2 separate regions of the Sus scrofa genome follow, and region 2 is linked to region 1. Evidence: chromatin contacts called from public HiChIP or PLAC-seq data. All regions are on one chromosome and are shown on one strand. The core of a region is the stretch at or near the end of the contact, and the rest is flanking DNA. Distances in the headings are between cores, read along the strand shown. Region 1 holds the start of MFF (mitochondrial fission factor). Region 2 holds the start of AGFG1 (arf-GAP domain and FG repeat-containing protein 1).

The links. HiChIP or PLAC-seq counts read pairs in DNA pulled down with a chosen protein or histone mark.
Region 2: an H3K27ac HiChIP or PLAC-seq map of alveolar macrophages shows a contact between it and region 1. The contact joins the promoter of AGFG1 here to the promoter of MFF in region 1. A contact is called at or near these places in 2 of 47 Hi-C or Micro-C datasets (heart right ventricle and liver) and 1 of 2 datasets of contacts at active chromatin or transcription factors (alveolar macrophages).

Annotation. Positions count from the first base shown.
Region 1 is chr15:128,765,674-128,771,144 of Sscrofa11.1, reverse strand. It overlaps MFF (mitochondrial fission factor), which reads right to left and starts at 2,704. Exons shown (of 8, transcript NM_001244126.1): 1 at 2,606-2,704.
Region 2 is chr15:128,896,515-128,901,985 of Sscrofa11.1, reverse strand. AGFG1 (arf-GAP domain and FG repeat-containing protein 1) reads right to left here and starts at 3,180. Exons shown (of 15, transcript XM_021075860.1): 1 at 2,916-3,180. The coding sequence starts at 3,082.

The DNA.
Region 1 (5,471 bases), core at 1,455-3,954:
TTGAAATTTTACAATAATAAACAAGGGATGCAAACTGCTAGAACAATACTGTCTCCCTGAAATGTGCCACTATCCACACCTCATTTATCACATTTCAGCCTTCCACTAGCACATCCATGGGTCTTAAACATTTCATTCTATAGCAACATCTTCTCTCACAAGCCTCTCTGAATGTGGAAAGCATCACAGATTTAGATCACAAAGGTGAACACTGAAAAAACTCTGGAAAAAGCCAAGTTCTCCTGTAGCCAATCTAAGCTACTTAAAAAGTAAATGGAGTTTTTCTACCAAGATTTAATATTGTCCCCAATTACTGGCTTTTCTGCTTAAGGAAAACAGATCAAAATCTAATTTTTGTCCCTCATTAGACTGTGATATTTTTGGTAATATCTTTTGACAATAAAGAAAGATTTCCCACTTGGAGCTAAAATAATAATTCTAGTTTTGCCACTTAGAATCTACCAGGCAACCAGTACATGAGTCTCTGTGATACAACTAAGAAGACAAAAACCCCTTTCAGAATCATAGATGATCTCATATCTCTACTTTTTTTTAAGCCCAGGGGTTCCCAACCATTGGTAACTTAATTACCAAAAATTTTTTTTTTCAGTATTCAAACAGTACAGTACTCTAAGTTACACTTAATCTTTCCTTTAACTCAACTTTAAAATCTTTAAATACTTTAAAAGTAAATTGTGTATTACTATCTTAAACCATGGACTTAATGTGTACATTTATAAAGACACGTAACAAAAACATGACTCATATAAAAACTCTCAACTGTAAACTACCTCGTTACATCCTACTTGTGGAAAGTGTCCCAATTTGGTGACACAATGATTCAAGCTTGACTTTTTCATTTTCTACATTAGAAGACTGGGATCCGAAGAAATAGTCCAGGAAGTCACAGAAGCAACTTGGATCAAACTGATTGTGGTTGCAAAGATTTACATAATTCCCCAAACACTAAAAAAATGTCAGGTTGTTGATCACGTAATTGTGTGGACCTGGTTCAGGGCTTTTATACAGCTCACCTTGTTTCAGTTCTCTTTTCAAGACACTATACTTAATAAATGGGTATATTAGAAAATAATGGTGTAGTAATCCGGGATTAATTTTAATTTTTAAAGAAAAGTCACTGCAGGGTTTCCCTTGCGGCTCAGCGGTAACAAACCCATGAGGATGCGGGTTCGATCCCTGGCCCCACTGAGTGGGTTAAGGATCTGGTGTTGCGGTGAGCTACAGTGTAGGTCACAGACTCGATTCAGATCCCACGTTGCTGCGGCTCTGGTGTAGGTGCGCAGCTGCAGCACCCATACGACCCCTACCCTGGGAACTTCCACATGCCGCAGGTGTGGCCATAAAAAGGAAAAAAAAAAAAAAAAAAGTCACTGAAAACTTAGAAAACACAAATCAACAAATTTTAAAATAAGGTTATCAGTCCACAGAAAACAAGTTTCAACACAAGAAGGGAGGACAGGAACAGCTAACTTTTAATCGTAAAATGAGGCAGCCCTATCAGACAGGAAGGGATAGACAACACAATTTCCTTTTGGAAAAAAATAGCAAAACCAATTCACAAGTGCTTGAAACCAAAAAGAGGCGGGTCCCACAAATAATTTAATTACATAGGAAGAGACTACCAAGCACAACTAAATCATTTTGATCCTTTCCCGTCCAGTTCCTAGGGAGTTCTCCTTTGGGATCGTATTAGCAATGAAACTGACACGGAAAGAAACGTTTTTCATCTAGAGGATACATTTAAGATTCCTCAATTAAAGTCTCTCAGTGGGGTGAGAGGCCTGTATACAACTGGTTCTGTACTTGAGAACAGAGACCCAAAGCTTTTCTTATCTTCTGTAACTAAGAGGTCACCACCTTTGAAAGGGTTCTCTCCCTGGCTCTTAGGTTGTGGGATGGCAGCCGGAGGTTTTTCTTCCACCAAAGAAAGGGGACTCCTGCAGACGGAGGACCGGCGGTACGGGAATCTGAGCTTTCCTCCAGCTTCTCTGCTGGGAGGAAATGCTAGGAGCATCTCCCGCCAGGCAGCCACACCTGCGGGCAAGGATGCTTACACACCGGCCCCCACCAGGGGCCTCCCGCGGGTGCCTGCGCTTCCAACAAAGCCTTTCATCTCCAACACTTTATCTTCTACGAAGGAAAAACGAAAAGCAAAAACTACTTTTAAAGACGGCAGACGTCGGGTTCAAGGTCATACTGAAAGGTACCAGGGCCTTGGCTGGGAAGAATAAGGAAAATGACCGGCTAAACATCGCGTTAAGTTCTCAGGACGCCCTTAGGGTGTCCCAACCCCCAAACTATTTTCTAGCCGGAAAAGCTACATTTATCGACAAAACGAGACACCCAAAAACGTTTGCAGGAGAGCGCACTGCTCTCCCTTGCCTTTCTCAGGCACCGAAGGGGCGGCAACGCCCTGAGGAGGAGGAAAGGCCAAAGTTCAAGGTCGGGACTCCACCCAGGACGACACCGCGAACCGACCGGGGTACAGCGAGTCCCTCCATCGGCCAGAGGGTCAAGGCCACCGCGCTAGGCCTGGCGGCGGCTAGGACCCCAGGCCCGGGGTAGGGAGGACGTCAGAACTCACCCCTGGGCCCGCTGGAGGGTCCCCGGCGTGGGCCGCCGCCCGCCGGCTCCCAGGGCGCTCGGATGGGCGCTCTCAGAGGCCGTTGGCCGAGCGCACTGAGGCGCCCGGGCAAACCACCGGCCGGAGAGGCCCGCAGCGGGCGGGGAGAGACGCGAGAACGTCCGGGACTGGCCCCTTCCAGGAGCCGTAGCTGAGACAGGTTCGTGGTCATGTGACGCAGGGAAGGGCGGACGTAAAGTTCCCGCGTAGGAGCGCGGGGCAGTGCGACGGCGCTCCGGCGACATCTTTGTTGTGGGCAAAGTGTGCCAACCGCGAGTAGCAGGTGTTCTCTCAGGCTTACATTTGTGAGCGTACGGAATCTTTAAGAATCTCGTGTTTACAAGGTAAAACTTTAGTAGCTCGTTAAATAACTAGTTTTCAGGATTGTTTGTATTAAATGAGGACTGGTCTGAGGCCTAAGAATCTGCGTATTCCGCCAGTTCTGCAAGAGATTCTTAAACACTAAACTCCAATTTTGACGACTTTTCAGGCCCTCTGACTCTGTCTTCCTTAACAGTGATCCTTGCCCTTACTGGCTTCATTGATACTTCAAGGTGAGATTCGCAGAAAATAAGTTAGGTTTCATAGTAGTTAGCAGCCTTATTTAGCTTCCAAGAACTGTCTGCCTATAACCACCTAACTATTGACTTTCGTGGAGGGCGGGGCGCGGTGGGGGTGGGAATCAGTACCTTGCTCATCAATATTGGGACAGAATGAAGCCAGCACAGAAAAGTTTGTATGCTTCGATTTTAACAAACAGACAAACAAAGACGTGTAAGTATGTACTTCTCTAGAGTCTAAAGATATTCCAGAGATGTTAGCATTCTTTAAAATAATTTGGGAGGTCCTCCGAGAATTTTTCATTCTTGGGCCCCTTCTTCACAGTGGGCCCAAGAACAAATTCTTAGTTTCGTTATTAACGTTAATAAATACGATTTATTCTTTTTTGTTTGTTTGTCTTTTTGCCATTTCTTGGGTCGCTCCCGAGGCATATGGAGGTTCCCAGGCTAGGGGTCGAATCGGAGCTGCAGCCGCCAGCCTACGCCAGAGCCACAGCAACGCAGGATCCGAGCTGCGTCTGCAACCTACACCACAGCTCACGGCAATACCAGATCCTTAACCCACTGAGCGAGGCCAGGGACGAACTTGAAACCTCGTGGTCCCTAGTCGGGTTCGTTAACCACTGAGCCACGACGGGAACTCCAATACGATTTATTCTTATCCTTTAAGAATAAATTGATTTTAGGAATGATCAGTCATTCCAAGTTCACCTTCTGGGGGAATTTAGAGACCAAGCTGGATAAGCCATCTATGACCAAAACCTTTAGAAGTGAGAGTTTTCCTGCTCATGTAGTATCTTTCCATTTATTAATTACTTTCAGTTTGCTTTTTATTCCTGTGCTTCCCCAGGGAAGTTGAAATAACTTTCAAATGAAGATTGTGATCCAATTACCGAATCCAAAGTTTCCTCCCTTAATATTGATCACCCTTAATCTTCCTGCATCATTTGATTCTGTTAAATTAATCAAGAATGTAGTACATCAAAGCACCTGACACTGTCTGGTAGTACATTCTCAAATTTTATAAAAAGGCACTTTCTCGCCCTTGCTGGAAACTCTGCTCCCTTGATTTTGTGATAAAGCTTCACGATGGGCTTTTCCTTTTCTTCCATCATTAGTGTAGACATTCCTGTTTATGATTCAATCCACCCTTGACTCCTTTGCACCCATAGTTGCCTCAAATCTTTGGTGGAGAAAGGTGGTATTTAAATCTAAATATATCAACAGGATTGTCTCATCCTGTTGCACTAGTTCTGGCCGTTTCTTCCTAAGCATCCTGTTGGAGCTCTGATACCAACAGGGCTTCCAAACTTCAAAACTTCTCCTCTTCCCAATCCAGATAAGTTCTGAATTTCCTTTTTCAGTTGATGGCAAGATTTTTTTTTTTTCTAGTTACAAGTTACAAAATTCTGAAGTCATCTTTCACAGCCTCCCAAGGCCCCCGCCCCTTAAATTCTCCCACCTCTATGCCAACTGTCCACTTTCTCTCCCTTTTCTGCTCCCACTGGGAAATCACTACCCATAATCTGGGCTGTTACCCTTTTAACTGGCCTCCCCATTCCAATATTTTTCTTTCTCTAATTCTAGATATTGGATCCACAAAGAACCTATTTTTGCAGTTTGTGACAAAGACATCCCAAATTTGAAGCCCCAAATACAAAAACAAATTGATAACTTACTTTTTTTTTAAACAAATTCAAAAGTCCATACAGCAGTACAATAATTTTTAAAAACACTTGAAATTGAAATAGCCTGGAAGGGCAGTAGATTAGATATTGGATCTTCCATGTTCCCGTTTATAGGAACAGTCTACTCTTAAGCTCACAGTCTTCAGTGGATCTCTATACCAACCAATGAGGTACAAGTTCAACTTGGAGTTCATGGCCCTCACCTGCTGCTATGCCACCTTACTCACCACACGTGTGTGTATGATACTTATGCATATATTCCTTATATTCTTGACCATTCATGGGTCTCTGAGATTGTTTCATGCTTTCCTAACTACTTACCTGTATCTATGCTATTTCTGCCACCTAGAAAACCATCCTACTCTCTGATCACCTTCTACTTCTTGAAACCCTAACTGCCCTTAAAGGTCCACTTAAAATGTCCCATCTTTTATGATTTCCTGAGGGCTCCAACTTTTAAATCGCTATTTGTTGGCTCTTAGGGTACTTGTCAATAGTATCATTCTGTTCAATAGTATCATTATCTATATTTTTGCCCTGTTTTCCCCACCAGATTATAAATTCTGTGTTTGAGGCCAA
Region 2 (5,471 bases), core at 1,931-4,430, 130 kb before region 1:
CCTTGCTTTTCCAGTAACATCATCATAGAACATGTCCAATGAGGGCACAGGTTCAAGGCAGCCATATGACCTAGGCTAGTCCAGAGTGAATCACAGAACTTCTGGAAAAGTTGCAACAATGATATAAATTAAGGCAGTATGTAACCCCAGGAGCTGGGGACCGCCTGCCATCTTTGGATGAGGGAAATCTAGGCAACATCATTTTATCAATGGATAAAGTTTTAGTTTAAAACAAACAATAAATTTCCCTCATATTTTTAAACCAACTTGAGTCAGGTTTTGAGTTACTTCTAAAGAATCCGAACCCACAAATTTTTATAAAGGTGCTTCTCACTTCAACACCTTTCATGCTGTGTTCCCTGCACAAGGAATGTCCTCTTCCCTCACTAATAATGCCCCTCCATCCATGTTACATCCCAGGCATCATATGAGACGTAAAACAAACAAAATCTCTAACACTGAAAACTAATCTACATGCAATACGTATGCGGTAAACTTTATCCTCTCATATGATGAGAAAATTCAATCTCAAAGAGACTGAATAACATTCTCAATACCACACAGCTTTTAAGTGGAGCCAAGATTCAAAACTAGGCTTCTCTAGCTCACAAGCACGTGTTCTTCTCAACTGCATGAAGCCCCTTGCCATATGGATCTTGTCTTTAAAGGACTTTGCTCAGGCATCAAATCTTCTGGGAAGCTTTCCTTATTTATTTACATATTCCAAGGATAGCTCATTCAAAGAAATGAAATATTACAATGTATCATAACTGTCTTTTCATACTTAGACTGCAAATTCCTTAAGGACAGTGAGATCCAAGTAGGACAAGTGCCTCCCACAGTGTATGACACAGGCCAAGTGAGCAATAAATATTTGTGGAATCACCACTAAACAGAGATATTGAGTCCTATCTATTACAGATTAAATTCCATTAAAGTAAACAATTGTCATTATACTGAGATATCTTTTTATATATAATGTTTCTGACGTGGAATCTAGGAAGAAATTTGTAAATATTTCTTGATATTATACATTTGCTGCAATAAATTAAATTTACACTGATAAAGCCCTAAACAGAAATGTCAGAAATCCAGAACAGTAAATACATACTTGCCTTTTTCAAACCAAATACTTTAAATGTATCAAAGGACCTTGTGTTTAGTAAAAAATAGGGAATACTTATGATGCACATAATAAAAGTCAAATATACTTAAAACGAATTGGACCACTGACTTAATTTTAGAAGCAAAGCTGCTTGACAACTAGGTCTTTCTAAATGAAAAGCATGAACCATTCTATCTCCTACATACCCCCAGCTCAAAGATTCTGTTGTAATTCAACAACATCACTAATTATCAACTTCTCAGAGTGCTTTTCTGACTCTACAATCTAAAAGCAGCCTCTCAGACAAGGTCTCTCCCATCATACTATTTTAGTGCATACTTACCCCTGACATTTTTCTCATTTAATTACTAATTATGTGTTACCATCTCTTCCAATAGAATGCAAGCACCAAGAGAATGCTTTTGCTGCGTTCATCAACACATCCCAAGGCTTCACAAAGAACCTAGTAAACCACCCAATAAATGTTTGTTGAAGAAATCATAGTTATGGAAGCCTAATAATGCCTCTCTGCCCCCGCCCCCCCCCAAAAAGCCTCTTTAAAAAAAAAAAAAAAAAAAAAGTCGTACACTACTGGGCAGTCCTTGCATTTTCCAAGAATGAGTTTCCTCATATGCTATATACTTTGTCTCAGCATTAATCTTACAAAGATTTTTCTTTGGGGGGAGGGGCACCAAACTACTTTATTTGAAAGAACGGTACAAGTGAAAGAACTTAAGAAGTTTGATAGAATAAATGACCACTTCGTCAATAAATGACTTTGGATACAAAATAATTAGTACATAAAAGCAACTTACTGTTCTAAAATCATAAGGAAACTCTCAAAAAAGAATCTTCAATCACAGCAAGAGGCTTATCAAAACTAAGTTTAATGAAGCAAAGAAGCACAAATAGAAACCATCCCAGTATTTCAAGACGGTAGTCTCCGTTTTTCCGAATGCTGTCTTTCCACCGCTCCCCATTTCTGAATACAGCCAAGACACTTGGTACTGACAGAAATCTTACAGATATCACCACCATACTTACAATGACACAGCTTCTAATCAATACCTTATTTCCATTAAAACTTTCCCCAAACTCCTGACTCTTTTTGGACCATAAAGCTAAAGCCCCACAACCTCACGTCTGCTTCCTCTGCCTCCCCCCCCCCCAATTAACCCTCTCTAACTTTTCCCCTGGGATTCACATCTCTGCCATCAAGACATTTTAATTTCGCTGCTACTCCTAAATGTCAGCTTTCTCGTAGTGATCTAGGTACTCTCGAGCCTAGAAGGAAAAGCCCAGACTAAGCGTCCCTGCTCTCTCCCACCCCAGCATCTTCCCCCCGCCCCCCACCGGCGCCCGGCAGGTGCCTCGCTCTCGACCGCCGCGCCCCGGCCGCCGGGAGGCGGGGCACACAAAGGACCCGCACGGCCCTCCCCAGGCTCCTCGCGTCTTTTCCCCGTAGCTTCGTGGGGTCAGCAGCCAAGAGCCGAGGCCCAAGGGAGGCGGCGCCGGCTCCAAGGGACTAGAGACCTTCACCCGGGGCGCCCCCTCCTGACCCCAGCCCCGCCCACGCCCCACCCACAAAGGCTGCCCCGGGCCTGGACCCCGGCCCACCGAAATCGAAAGCCCACCCACAGCCCAGCAGCCTGGGCCCACCGCATCTCGGCCCCCGGCCTCGACCCCCCGGCGCCGCGAGCCCGCGCCCCAACCGCCGCCCGGGGCCGGACCCCTGCAGGGCCCCTGGCCCGCCGCCCGCTCCCCACGCCCAGGGAAAGGCCCCCCGCCCGCCCCGCGGCCCCGCACTCACAGGCTGCCGGAGCAGGAGGTACAGACGAAGGAGCCGACCGTCATGTTCACGTAGGTGGGGCCGCGCTGGTCGCAGTCGAAGCACTTTCGGTTGTGCGGGAGGCCGGTCATGTCCCGCAGCATCTTCAGGTGCTTCTCCTCCTGCTTCCGCTTCGCGCTGGCCGCCATGGCCGCGGCGCCGAGGGAGGAGGCCGGCAGGGCCGGGAGCCGGGCGGCGCTGCGCCGGGGACCCGCGGTCCCACCGGCCGCCCTGGCCGCGGCCGCCGCCTTCCGTCAGCGCGCGCCGCCCGCGCCGGACCCGGCCGCCGCGGCTCGACTCGACTAAGCTGGGCGCGGCGCCGCGCGGACGCTGCGGAGCGCAGGCTGACGGACCACACCAACCGGCCCGGCCGGGACAACCGCCGCCGCAGCCGCCGCCGCCGCCGCCACCTTCCCGACTTCTCCTGAGGGGAAAAAGCGAGGCAGGGAGACGGCAAGAGGAAGGCCGCCCCGAGCGGCCCGAGGCCAAGTGTTGACCAGCGCCGCCTTCTGGCCAGGAGGAGTTACTGCGGCTGCGCTTACAGGGTTGAGCGCATTACGTAGGTTACCTTCCTCCCTTGCTTAAAGCTCTCTACCCGCTGCTTTGGGGATGATTCCAAGTTCCTCAACATGTGCCCTCAATAGCGCTCCATCCTCTATCCCAGCCCCCCTCTCTCACTTCATCCTGGTTTACTCAGCCACACTGGATTTCCACTTGTACCCCATATACAGCAAGCTCCCTCCTGACTCATGACCCTTGCCCTTGCTGTTCTCTCTACAGCAGGTTTTCTCAACCATGCCACTACTGACATTTTGGACTAGATCATTTTTTTGGTCTGTTCTATGCAGTGTAGGATACCTCGGCCTTTTCCCACTAGATGCCAGAACAACCTCCCCACGCCTCCGCCACTTGTGACCATCGAAAATGCCCCGATCTTGCTAGATGTAGATCTGTGGTAGAGGGAAATGAAATCAACCAGGCTGAGAACCACAGCTACACGTGGAAGGCCAGGTTGTCCATGCAGCCATGGCAGGCAACTTTCCGCAGCCCGATCAGCCTACTTAATACTGTAGCCCATGTTCCTGGAAAGCTGCTCTCAATGAAGTCGCTGTGTGGCGTTTTCTTCATATTTCCAGCGATTTGAAATCCTTCTTATTTAGCGTTTACTGTGTTTTATCTGGGATCTCCCTTTAGGCTCCAGATAGCCTGGATCCCAGAGTTTTCTTCACCACTCCACTCTCTGCCCCTCCCAGAGCTGGAGGCTAGGTACTCAGTATTTTTGGAATGAATGCATTAAGTATCTCAGTCAATCATCAAAAGATCCCTTTGAAGTAAGCATTATTGTTCTTTGCATTTTACAAAGCAGAAGCTCTGGGGGATTAAGTACATTTAGCCTAGGATACACATGGTTTATACTAGGACATACTTAGGGCATCCAGATAGTCTGACTGCAGGACTCAAATCTCTTAACCACTCCAAGAATCTGCAGCCAGCAGGATGTTCAAAAAATCATCCCTGCCCCTCATTTCCCAAAGTCACTCCACCAGTGAATGGAAAAGTGAAGGTTCCCTGGGGTTCCTGCTGTGGCTCAACAGGATCCAGGGCATCTCTTCAGAGCTGGGACACAGGTTCCACGCCCAGCCCTAACTGTGGGTTAAGGATCCCGCGTTGCCACGGCTGTGCCTCAACCGCAGCTGGGGCTCAGATCCGATCACTGCCCCTGGAACTCCATAAGCGGAAAGGCGGCCAAAAAAAGAAAAAAACAAAAACAAAAAAACACCCAGGTTTCCTAATTGCCAAGACCATTCTCCAGACGTTCCATGAAAGGAATTGGGTGAATCCACCAAGACTTCATATCGATACAATACTATTAATAGTAATTAACGGTTTTAATGTTGAAAGGATGGACAGATTTTGGATTGGCCAATGGATTGTTTTGCTTTGTTTAGGGCTGCACCTGTGGCATCTGGAGGTTTCCAGGCTAGGGGTCAAATTGGAACAGAAGCCACTGGCCTATGCCACAACCGCCGCAGCACCAGATCAGACCGGCGTCTGTGACCTACGCCACAGCTCCCAGCAATGCCAGATCCTTAACCCACTGAGTCAGACCAGGGATCGAACCTGCGTCCTCATGGATGCTTGCTAGTCAGATTCGTTTCCACTGAGCCAGGACGGGGACTCTCGGCCAACGGATTTTTTTTTTTTTTAACTTAACCGCAATACCATCAGCACACCTGAAAATTTAACAGTAATTCCTTAAAATCATCAAATATCCCATCAGAGTTCAGGTTTCCAATTATCCATGTTTTTAGAAGATTGTTACGGTTTGTTTGAATCCTCACCTTATAAATGGGTAATATGTCTCATAAATTCTCTTTTAGTCTGTGGTTATCCATCCTTCTCTTTCTTTCCTTGAAACTAATGTTTAGGAACTGGACCCTTGGTCATGCCGCTTCCCATAGCCTATGTCATTTAACACTTTGCTCTATCCTTTGTGTCTTAAAAATTTGTTGTTGGGGAGTTCCCATCATGGCTCAG